Linked DNA regions of Mus musculus: all the other regions are linked to region 1. A link is a contact called in public HiChIP or PLAC-seq and promoter capture Hi-C data. All regions are on one chromosome and are shown on one strand. The core of a region is the stretch at or near the end of the contact, and the rest is flanking DNA. Distances in the headings are between cores, read along the strand shown.

The links. Promoter capture Hi-C pulls out the DNA fragments that hold promoters and counts their contacts. HiChIP or PLAC-seq counts read pairs in DNA pulled down with a chosen protein or histone mark.
Region 2: a promoter capture Hi-C map of liver shows a contact between it and region 1, with 2.5 times the contacts expected there. The contact joins the promoter of Mov10 here to the promoter of Phtf1 in region 1. A contact is called at or near these places in 6 of 39 promoter capture datasets (hematopoietic stem and progenitor cells, hippocampal neurons, liver and 2 more) and 2 of 115 datasets of contacts at active chromatin or transcription factors (astrocytes and memory CD8 T cells).
Region 3: a FOXA1 HiChIP or PLAC-seq map of pancreatic cancer cells shows a contact between it and region 1. The contact joins the enhancer-like site here to the promoter of Phtf1 in region 1. A contact is called at or near these places in 14 of 39 promoter capture datasets (the 3T3-L1 cell line, 3T3-L1-derived adipocytes, the C10 cell line and 7 more), 1 of 15 datasets of contacts at CTCF or cohesin (large pre-B cells), 6 of 115 datasets of contacts at active chromatin or transcription factors (the 230-238 cell line, the NIH/3T3 cell line, embryonic basal ganglia and 3 more) and 1 of 9 other capture datasets (adipose tissue).

What each region holds. Positions count from the first base shown.
Region 1 is chr3:103,966,563-103,970,138 of GRCm38.p6, forward strand. Phtf1 (putative homeodomain transcription factor 1) reads left to right here and starts at 1,696. Exons shown (of 19, transcript NM_013629.2): 1 at 1,696-2,225; 2 at 2,493-2,568; 3 at 3,192-3,248. The coding sequence starts at 2,524. Phtf1os (putative homeodomain transcription factor 1, opposite strand) reads right to left here and starts at 1,754. Exons shown (of 1, transcript NR_030676.1): 1 at 1-1,754. It overlaps Rsbn1 (rosbin, round spermatid basic protein 1), which reads left to right. Exons shown (of 8, transcript NM_001356556.1): 8 at 1-74.
Region 2 is chr3:104,816,482-104,820,057 of GRCm38.p6, forward strand. It overlaps Mov10 (Mov10 RISC complex RNA helicase), which reads right to left and starts at 1,824. Exons shown (of 20, transcript NM_008619.2): 1 at 1,455-1,824. The coding sequence starts at 1,591.
Region 3 is chr3:104,673,797-104,677,372 of GRCm38.p6, forward strand. No RefSeq gene overlaps it. Among named protein-coding and RNA genes, the nearest start is that of Gm34548, 5.0 kb to the right of the region's middle. Within about 2 kb of position 1,550, at least 184 of the 459 cell types and tissues checked have an H3K27ac peak or open chromatin away from gene starts, as enhancers often do. A contact at or near this core is called in 3T3-L1-derived adipocytes, adipose tissue, hippocampal neurons and 2 more, where this site is marked.

The sequences.
Region 1 (3,576 bases), core at 446-2,945:
GTTTCTTTTTTTTCCTGTAAAGTATTTTTTTAATAAACAAAGTCTGATTTGTCCTTTACTGATGTTTCAAAATGAATAGCACATGGGAGTTGTCATTGCTGGCACCCTGTTTGTCGAGTACTAGTCTTCTCCACACACACATGCATCCATCTACTCACCTTCTTTTTGCCATTTTAGTTTTAAGCTTTAGAAGAAAATCATGGACTTTTCTTTGCCAAAGAAAAAGTCAGAGATACCCAGACTGAGGTACAACTAGTTTTGAAGAAAAATGAAGCTTTTATTTGTGATAGTTGTCCTTATTGCTGCTTAAAATTGGTTACCTGCATTTAGAGCAGCCGTAGGCTTGTGACGATGCATGGCATAATAATGAAGATGCTTACTTTTCAGATGTGGATGGAGTATGGGAGACAAGAGAATCCCTTTCCTCATTAAGTTTTGTGTGAACTCTGTAGTTGAAGTGCCTGTCCTGACAGCATTTAGGTCTTAGAAGGGTCTCAGTATTTCATCAGTTCTCATAGATAGGAGGGGGTTAATTATCTCCACAACACTGGTGAGAAAACAGACTTGTTAAGTCAATTTCCTAAAATGACAGTTCATTACTGGGAGCTGGGGCCTGAATGTTTTTTGGGGGGTTCAAAGCTTGGCCTTACACAGCAGCATCCTAATAAAACACTGAAAATTTTTACCAGGGTTCCTGAAAAATAATTTGCAGCTGTACCACCAATTCTATTCCTCAAAGTACAGCCACAGCCCAGAAAACCTCTCGTGTGTTTGGCAATGAAGCCAAATGCTTTTGTTATTAGTGTTAAATTTAGGTCTTAACAGTAATTTTTTGAGGTCATTTACCAAAATGAGTTGGTTGTTGCCTTGAGCTCCACTGTCCAGCAGCACTGAAGGGGCTGTTAAGGCTCAACAGCTTTTTATTTAACCCTGAACAGTTAAGGGGTATACAGTGGGGATCACTGCCAATGGGTGAGGCAATTTTTAAAAATAATTCCTATGGGTGTTAACATTTTAGTCGTTTCACAGTATGGATAACTTTCATTTGATGCTGTTTTAATGGCTGGAGACTGCCTAAGTGGTAACTATTACCCATTTTTAGCCTTACATCAACTAAATGCTTAGTGCCTAGGGCAAGAAAGGACTTAGCTTTTAATAAGTTCAAGACAGTGGCCCCTGGAAACAAACCACTAAGGTGCACACAAATGTGTAGAGACAAGAACAGCTTAGAAACCCTGTGGGTATACATATTTATATTTACATTAGAGTGCAGTTGCCCTTTCTCTGGACCTCTCTTTAAATCACTATAAACAGCCATTTTCTCCGATTTGGGGGAAGTCCCAGTGCAGTCCGAGCCCTGTGCATCCCCTTAGTGTTGTGTGGGCAGCAGAAAGCCTTTGTCCCAGAGCTGCCGAGAGCCGAAGGAGGAACCACTGGGCCACAGGCAGCCTGTCCGCGTTCCAGGCCGCGCAAATTCACCAACATTTGTCCATCCAACAAGAACGGAGAACTCGAGCGAAGGCTCGTGCCCTGCACTAGTCTCGTCCCCCCAAAGGAGACAAGGACATGAAGTAAACACCACGCTAAATGCTACAGACCCGCACAGGAACCTCTGGAACATCGGGACCAGCCTCCCGGGGACCGACGGGTACTGGGAGGGTCGTTTCTGAGGTGACTTTCCGTTAAGCGTCGAGGGTTACACGCGAGGCGGCTGTCGGCTTCTTCCTCCGGGCAGCCAGAGCGGCGGGAAGGCGGCCGGGGGCGGAGCCGGAAGGCGGAAGCGGCCGATCGCATCGAGAGCTTGTGGAGCTGCGGCCCGTCCCTCACGGAGGACGCGCGCCGTTGCTCCGGCCCGGGGCCGTCTGCTGGCTTCCAGCCGGGCACCCAGCCCTTGCGGGTGCCGAGGTGGCTGGCGAAGGCACCCTTCCCGCTTCCTTCTGCTCATTCCCCAGTTGGCTCCTGGCTTCTCCCATGGCCTGTTCTGTGGCCGCCTAGGTCGGGCGTCTGTGGCTGCAGGCTGCGCTCCTCCCGGCGCAGGACGCTGGGCTGCCTCCGGGGCAGGGCTGGCCGCCGCGGTCTCCATGGTAACGGCCAGGCGGACGGCCGGGCCTCTGGGGGAAGATGCGGCCTGCCGGGCCCGCCGCCTCGCCCCCGGCCTCTCGGTCCGGCGGGGGTCACTGAGCAGCGGGGGCCCGGCCGGCAGCCTGCCTGGCAGCGGGCACCAGGTGAGCCGGCCGCGGGGAGGCAGAGGGCGCGGGAGGCCAGCTCGGGTACTTGCTGTCCCCGCATCCATTCTTGTGCTGGGTGGTGCAGAGGCTTCTCGGATGCTGTTTCGCCTATTTCCCCCTCCCCCCACCTCTTTCTGGCGAACACCCTGAGTAAGAGCAGCTAGCTAATGGAGAGACTGAGAGAAGCAGATTTTAAGCCATACCCCCAAACGGGACAATGACCTGAAACAACTGGACTTACCGAGATATTTCCTTCGTTTTCAGTGAGATCCCATTTCTCTGGCTGGAGACACAGATGGCCTCAAATGAGAGAGATGCTATATCATGGTATCAGAAGAAGGTAACAACAGTAGTTTTTGTTTGTAAACCATACTCCCTGCAAAAAACTCCCTTAAAGAATATTGTTAACTTTCCTTAAGTTTGGTAATATCACATGTTCTTATATAACATCTCAACATAATTATAAAAAATGATGTGCAAAGTCATTATAAACACAGTTTTAGGTTCTAGGAAGTGAGCTGTAAGTCACCTTTCTCAAGGCAGCATACACGAACTACTACAATGCTTTGCTTTTGCAAATTATCAGTCTTTTAATTTTTTTTTTTTTTTATAAAGACAAGAATGAAATCCTTATCTGCATGGCTCAGATTGTTACTATCGTCTGATTGAGCTGCTCCTTACCTTTTCTTCCTCTCTGATTCCCATTGATGCTTTCTTCAGGGAGTGGAATTTTAGGTGATCTTTAGTGTAAAATATTTGGAGGGTTGCTTTTTTCACTTTTTAGATTCAGCCTTTTTTTTTTTTTCTTTCTTTTTTTTTAAAACATCCCTGGGGAATATGAACTTAATATGTAAGAAACCCACTTTCCAGATACCATATTTAATAGATTCATGGCCTTGTGAGGTTTGACTTAGATACAAAGATTGCCTTTGCATCATTTAAATAGCCTGCTCCTTGTTTCAGATTGGAGCATATGATCAGCAGATATGGGAAAAGTCAATCGAACAGACTCAGATTAAGGTAAATTGATTTCTTTGATTCTAGCTTTGTTACTGCTTTAAAGAGAAGAGAGGATCACACTTGCATTTATCCACCAAGTATGCATTCTTTTACCCTCCGAGTCTTACAAGGAAGCCGGCAGCGCATGGGTAATGATAGAGGACAGTCGATATGTGGCCTCAGCAGCAAATGTCCCAGGGAAATTGAAGAGTGGCTTCTTATTTCTGGTCAGCTTTTTACCATATGACAGTTCAGATCCAGTTTGCTAGTCTTTTATTGGAGAGAGGCTGAAAATAAACACATTTAACAAAAGAAATATCCACATTTATAAGGGGGTAGTAATCTTCTT
Region 2 (3,576 bases), core at 574-3,073, 850 kb after region 1:
AAGTTTGAGGCCAACCTGTATGGTTATAAACTTGACTAGAATAAATGATAGCCCTGATAAATTAGCTTAGTGAGAAACTTTACCGCTCAGATGATCTGATCAAGTTCCACACCCTCCACTTTCCATATGTAACCTTCTGGTCTGTTTATAGCAAGAATTGCTCTTGATGTATGATGTTTCCATTCAGTAAACAACACCCAGACATCTGCTTTAAGTCCCTAGCAATCCGTTGTATTTGGAGTTAGGCACTCTTTTTTCCCTACTTCCAAAGTACTGGACTTGTGATCAGAGCCACACTGCACTTTGTGGACATAGGTGAACACATGGGTGGAGACTTGTTGACTATCCATCCTGTGCTAAGTGCTCTTTACCTTCCTTCAGCATTTTCCTTACCATCCCAGGCGTCATTTCAGCCTGTTGTATGGCATACTATAGACTATGCTGTATGCATATCATACCTTGCGTACTGCATAGTTTTCATCTGTGTGTTCCCACAGTACCCAGCACAGGGTAGAGCATAATACAGGTCTTTGCCTCTATTTCAAGAAGCCACTCAACCCTTTTAATGTTCCTTTTAAGACATGTTCATGAATAACAGTAATATTCTGGTTAACGCGGACTCCTACCTTCTCCCCTAGCCTCAAGCTACACTATCATTATTAATTCCGTCTAAAACTCGCCCCAAATCACGTAACAGCAGCCATATCTCACCCATACTAGCATTTTGGTCAGTTGCAAGGCAAATCTCTCAAAATCTGTTAAGGCCCAATCCCATTCCCCTGCTTACTAGTGCACCTCTTTACACTCATCCCAGCTAAATTGCTTCTCCGGCTTCCATCCATAGCAGCAGCCTGTTGCTAGAGGTGTTCGTCTATGGTTTGACAGAAGTCTCTTTGATTTTTTTACTTGGGTGGTAACAGGAAAAGGAAACCAAATATCTTCAGCCATAGGGAAAAGGGGCCTCTAGGAGGCTGTCCCTGGCCCCGAGTCTCCATGGAGAAGCCACAGGTGCTAAGGGAGGTTTGATTGCCTACGCAGTTTGTGTTCTTTTCTCCCTAAAGCTCCCCGAGATTCTCCCGCCTACCCTGGGCCTCTTCAGCTCTCCCGCAGCGTGGACCCTGCAGGCAGTCCTCCCTTAACAAGGGGGCGGGGATCCCCGCTTGGCCCGCGCCTGCAGCGCCTTCCCTGTGGGACTCCCCTCCCCCACCATCGAGCCCCGACCACCGCGAGCCGCGCGTGGGCACCGACCCCTCCCCGCCGGGCTGGGCTGTGCAGAGCGGGCGGGCTACGGGTGGCGCTGGCTGGGCGTGGGCAGACGACGGAGTAGGTCTGCCAGGACCGGACCGGCCTGATCGGCCCCGGGCTGCATCCCTGTGCACCCGCGGCGGGAAGGTGGCCCCACCACCCGGGGCGCTGGCCCCGCGTCTTGGGGCCCGTGGTGGGCCGGCCCGTACCTGGGCTTGAAGTCGTGGTTGTAAATCGTCCGCAGCCGCTCACGATCTGTCTCCAGGTCCAGTCCACGTTCGGCCAGAAAACTCTCGAACCTCTGGCCGGTCTCCCGGAGCTTTCGGCAGCTGAACTTGCTAGGCATCGCGGCGGCGGCGGCTGCGGCCCAGGCAGGAGGGTCCGCGGAAATGAAACTGAAAGTCGCCGCCGCGGTTTAGAGTTGGCTGGTCTGGGGTGAGGGTGCAAAGGGGAAAAGCCCCCTACCTCTGACGTCTGCTCCGGCCAGCCACCTTCTCCCCGACTGCCTCCCCTCCTCCGTCCTTCTCCTACCTGAGCCTTCCTTTCGGTCTCTTCGTCCTATCCCCTCCCCCCCTTCACATTAACTCTTTCCTAAGGAGTCTGACCCCTCCCTCAGGGCCCTCCCCTTACCCCGAGCTCCCTCCCCTGGCAGCGAGCCAGGATCCGAACGTGGATATCGCCTGGGGCCCCCTAAACAGCCCGGAGGACCTTGGAGCCTCAGCTAGGGCTACTCCCACGCCCACTCTCCAGAGCCTCGGGACATAGAAAAGCTGCAGAGCAAAGGGCAGAGCCCCGGACATGGGTCGGCTGCAGCTGGACTGGGGCCGCTCGTCCAGCACCTCCCCCAGACTGCCAGGGACATAAACCAGTACGGAAGCGAGCGGCACGCCCCCTCCCCCATTCCCTCCCTCCTCTGGCTTTCTGATACAGAGGAAGGCAGAAGTCAAAGTTGTGTGTGTGTGTGTGTGTGTGTGGGGAATGGATGGAGGGAGAGCAAGTGTCTCTATAGATAAAGGGGTGTGCGTGTGGGAGAGAGGGACAAGAGCTTCTGCCAAGACCCAGTCCTTGCTTTTCTGGGTCACACAGGCTTCATAATACTTCAAGGTTGGAGATTCTTGCTCTTGAGCTATGCATTTGGGCACTCGGTTTGTGTTACTCTTCACTACTTATTGGCAGTAAATCATGATTGCCCAGCCAGTCAAAAAAACATTAGCACCTAGAGAGCCAGGCGTGCTAGGCAATAAATGGTTAACACTGACAACATTAGTACCAGGAAAAGAAGTAGACCAATATGCTTAGGCAAACTAAGGGGTGGGGCTACTATAACAACAAATGTAAAACAAGCCTTCTGCACCTATTTATCCCCTGGAATGAAACTAAAAAACAAAAACAAAACCCAAAACAAACAAACCCCATACACACTACAATGAGAAAGTGAGAAAGGCTTAATCTACCAGAATTCCACATGTATCAAAGTTACTGTTCTCCAAGGTTCCTTATAGGCAGCAACAGTCTAACCCAGGGTAGGGAATGCCCTGAACAGGGTCAAGTTCCCCCTTGGTTAACTACTCCTAAGCCAAGAGTATGCTATGCAGTCAGGAATGGAGACTACAGGAACAGGGAAATCTTACGTCCTAGAAATTGATGTAAACTCGAGGGAAAAACTAGGAGTAGCCAGATGCTTAACACCTCCAGACCTTCCCATCCACTTTATATGATGCAGGCTCAGAGAAGATAATAGACTTCTAAAAAGTACTGTTGTTTTGGGGCACAGTGGTCCAAGCCTGTAATCCCACTTCTTGAGAGTCTGAGGAAGGTCTACTAAGAGTCTGAGCCACTTTGGGTTACACAGCAGGACAGTCTCAAAAACAAAATTGCTATTCTTTATCATTTCAAAATCCTACAAATACACCTATGATGAGCACAATAAAAGTGCCTTTTAGACATACAGAAATAGCTTAGTTAGGAATCCCAATGCACCCAAGGCTACACTTGATAACCAGAATCCAATGACATAATTTACTCAAAATAACCAGACACATGACTAACTGAAGAACTAAAAAGGCTTTTTTTTTTTATTGTGCCCTTCACACTATCACACATTAACAATTCAGACCAGCAAATCTGGTCACCTGAGGACCTCAGCCCTTTCTCTGGATTATCTGAACATTCTCAAAACACAGACAGTAGTCCATGTAAAAACTTGAGTAAGTTTTGAATGGTGAGTGGCTTTGGTTACAATGTGACATCTCTACTTGTCTTCTGGAAGGCTCTACTTTGAAAGTTACTGTTTTGATGCATTCGGTTTTAGAATGCCTGCCCCCTCTCAAA
Region 3 (3,576 bases), core at 300-2,799, 710 kb after region 1:
GGACTTGGGGTGTGCACCACCACACCCAGATTAATATTGACCTCTTATCACACTTGTGCAGGCAAATTATAGGTCTGCTGTCTGGAGCCCAGGCCAACTTGTTAGGAAGGAGAAAGGCTCAGACACCCCTAGGGTTGAAAGACAATAAAATTTTTGTTTTGTTTTGTTTTGTTTTTTATTTGTTTACAGTCTCCCCTTAGCCCAGGCAAACCTGGAACTAACTCTGTAGTTAGGCTGGTCTCAAACCCACATTGGTTCTACCTTACCCTCTCAAGTGCTGGGATTACTGGTGTGAGCCATCATCACCATGCCCTGACGGGCATGCCTTTACCTACCTTACTCCTAAATTTGCAAACACCTCAGGGTAGTTTTGCAGCTGGTGAAACTGGAGTTGTGTTGGGTTAAGTCACTCTTGCTTATCAATGTCACGTGACCATTTGTGCATAAGCTAAGAAAAATCTTTTTTCCAGTAGTGAGGCCTGAACCCTGTCGCCAGGGCCTCTTAAGCAAATGCTGTCACTGAGCTGTGTACCCTTAGCTCCCTGACCTGAAATCTCCACCCCTTCACGCCTGACATTCATGACTGCTTCCCGGTGACCTTGTGTCCTGGATCCCTGCTTCTTATAGTCCTTCTTTCCCCTAGAGGCAGGCTCAGAAAGCTGTTTTCCTCTTACTCTTGTCTCGGGTCATTTGGCTGAGGAATTGCAGCTGCCTGGGCGGGGCTGGATGGTAGAGGTGTCTGGATCCGCAGAGAGGAAGCGACTGGAGTTCTCAAGAGTCCTGGGTTCACACTGACCCTTCCTGGTGTTCCCTGGCCCATTGCAGTCCTCCTGGGCATTGCCTAGGCTCCCCGTGTTTCTGCTTGCTTACACCCAGTCCTCAGGATGTCCTCTTCCCTTGCTAGAGCCTCAGCCTACGAGCCCGAAGCTCACATCCTGGGGGTTAATTTCTACCAACTCTAATGCCTTCAAATCCCAGGCTGAGCCTTCAGGCCAGGGTACAGCCTGCAGAGCTGACTCATGTGAAGTAGCTATTGGGTGACAAAGGTGAGAGTGGGCAGAAGCCTCCAGCTGCCCCTCCCATCCCTCCCCCCCCCCCCCAATCTGGGCTCCAAGCCACTGTCCCACGCAGCTTTCAGGGGGAAATGTCCTGATCTAAACTAAGACCAGTGCTATTTCCTGGGTCACAAGATCTCCACTGTGCCCCCTGGACAAATCTCGGTGACACCGGGTGCTTGAGCTGCATGGCTGGACAGGCTCCAGGCTTTGATGCAGCTTCTGCTTGAGGCGTTTACCCCAGCAGCTTGGCCAAGCTAAAGCAACCATTCATCCTGACTGTTTCCAAATGGGGGACTTCCTCTGATGGGAAGATCGTCTGATTCTAATGGGGTCTACATCTTGCCTTAAGTGCTGCTCCTAGAAGACACTAGCGCCAGCCCCCTGGGAGTAGAAACTGTCTACTCCCTCCCACCTACACCTCTGGAGAAATCCACGCACCCACCCTCACACCCCAGTACTGCGGTCATTCCTAACACAACACACCCCAGTGACCGCAAACATCCTCCCTCCTACACACAGCTGGACCTGATCTACAGAGGCGTTAATTCCTCAGGACCTGAACAGCGGCTGTTCCAAGTCCAGGGAGACCTCACGCCGACCTTCAAGGAACAAGAGAGGGGCCCGTCGCTGGACACCCAGGATGGTCTCCGCCCACCCTCTTTCCCATCAAAGCCTTTTCTCCGACATAGCTCCGTAGAGACAGTTCAGGCCCTTACGTGGCAGTGTGCGGCGCCCTCGTGTGGCCCATAGCCACCCAGCACGCTGGCCCCCTGGACCTTAGCTTTACCTCGGCTCCCCTGGCACACCTAGGTGTCCCCTCCCCCATCCGCTCCCCCCAGCTGTCCCCACCGGATGTCAGAACTCCACCTATTCCTGTACGGTGGCTTCCTGTCGGTCAGACCAGGTTAACCTGCTCTTTCCATTAATAGGAGGCTTTGAGAGTCTGGAGCAGGAATCCTGCCACGCTTAGCAGATGCCCTGCTGAAGTGAATTTCCTCATGTGTCTGTCTCCCTGCCCACTCTGAAAGGGCTTCGTCTAGGAAGTGAAAGAAAGGAAAACAAAAACAAAATTACAAAACCAGAGTAAGTTCGCAAGAAAACCAGAGTCACCCATCATCAACTGGGCTTTGACAATTTATCCACCGGAGGGAATGCGAGCTGACTTTCAAGCGTTAAGATTTATGGGAGGCTATTGGTACTGGGCACATAGCTAAGGCAAAGATAAGTCAATCATGCTTAGTGGAGCCAAAACCAGGTTGTTTACCAACCTTCACTGATGATAGTGACGATGATGATGATGGCAAAAAGAGAAATAGCTGTAATTCCAAGTAAGCCAGTTTAGCTGTTATGAATAGGAAATCCCCTTTGGGCTAACCTGTACAAGCCCAGTTAACCTATCTTTGTGAGGTTTTTTTGTTTTTTGTTTGTTGGTTTGTTTGTTTTGTCTTTTTGTTTTTTGAGAAAGGGTTTCTCTGTATAGCCCTGGCTGTCCTGGAACTCACTTTGTATACCAGGCTGGCCTTGAACTCAGAAATCCGCCTGCCTCTGCCTCCCGAGTGCTGGGATTAAAGGCATGCGCCACCACGCCCGGCTTCTATGTGAGTTTTTGTTGTTTTTTTGTTTTTGTTTTTGTTTTTGAGATGGTCTCACGATGCAGCAGCCCTGGCCAGCTTGGAACTAACAGAGATCTACCTACCTTTACCTCCAGAGTTCTGGGATTTAAAGAGTGCCACCTTTTGATTGGCTGATTGATTATTTGATGCTGGGAACTGAACTCATATCAGAGTCTTAGTCACTCTTCTGCTGTTGGCATTGAACACCCCCCCCCCCACAGCACCCCCACCCACCCCCCACCCATCCACCCCCCACCCTGCTGCCTCAAGCAAATCTGCTTTTCATTTTGTTTCTACTTCTTCAGACCCCTTTTCTATAAGGCAAACTCCAGGATGTGTTGTTGTGACTCATGAACCACAAATAAAAGGCCTATGATTAAGTTTATTGATTTGTTAACGACTCTCCTCCATTTTAAGGCATAGCCTTATGCGGTTCAACTGGCCTGGGACCCTTGGTCCTCCAACCTCCGTGCAAAGGCTAGGATGACAAGTATCTGACACACTGGCCGGCTTTTGTTATTTTCTTTGCGAATTTGTTTCTGTCTTTATTTTTTGAGGCAGGATTTCTCTGTGGCCTTGGCTGTCCTGAAACTCACTACTATTTAAACCAAACTGGCCCTCTGACACTATGGTTAGCCTCATTTTTAATCATTTACTTAATTTGAGGGGGGGGATTCGAGATAGGGTTTCTCTGTGTATCCCTGGCTGTCCTGGAACTCACTCTGTAGTCCAGGCTGGTCTTAAACTCAGAGGGATTCACCTGCCTCTGCCTCCTGAGTACTGGGATCAAAGGTTTCTACCACTAACAACTGGCTTAATTTAATTTTTTTAAAAATTCCTTTAATTCCAGCCCAGGATATCCCTCACTGCATTGCTGCTCTGCTAGCACTGGTAAACTGAGATGA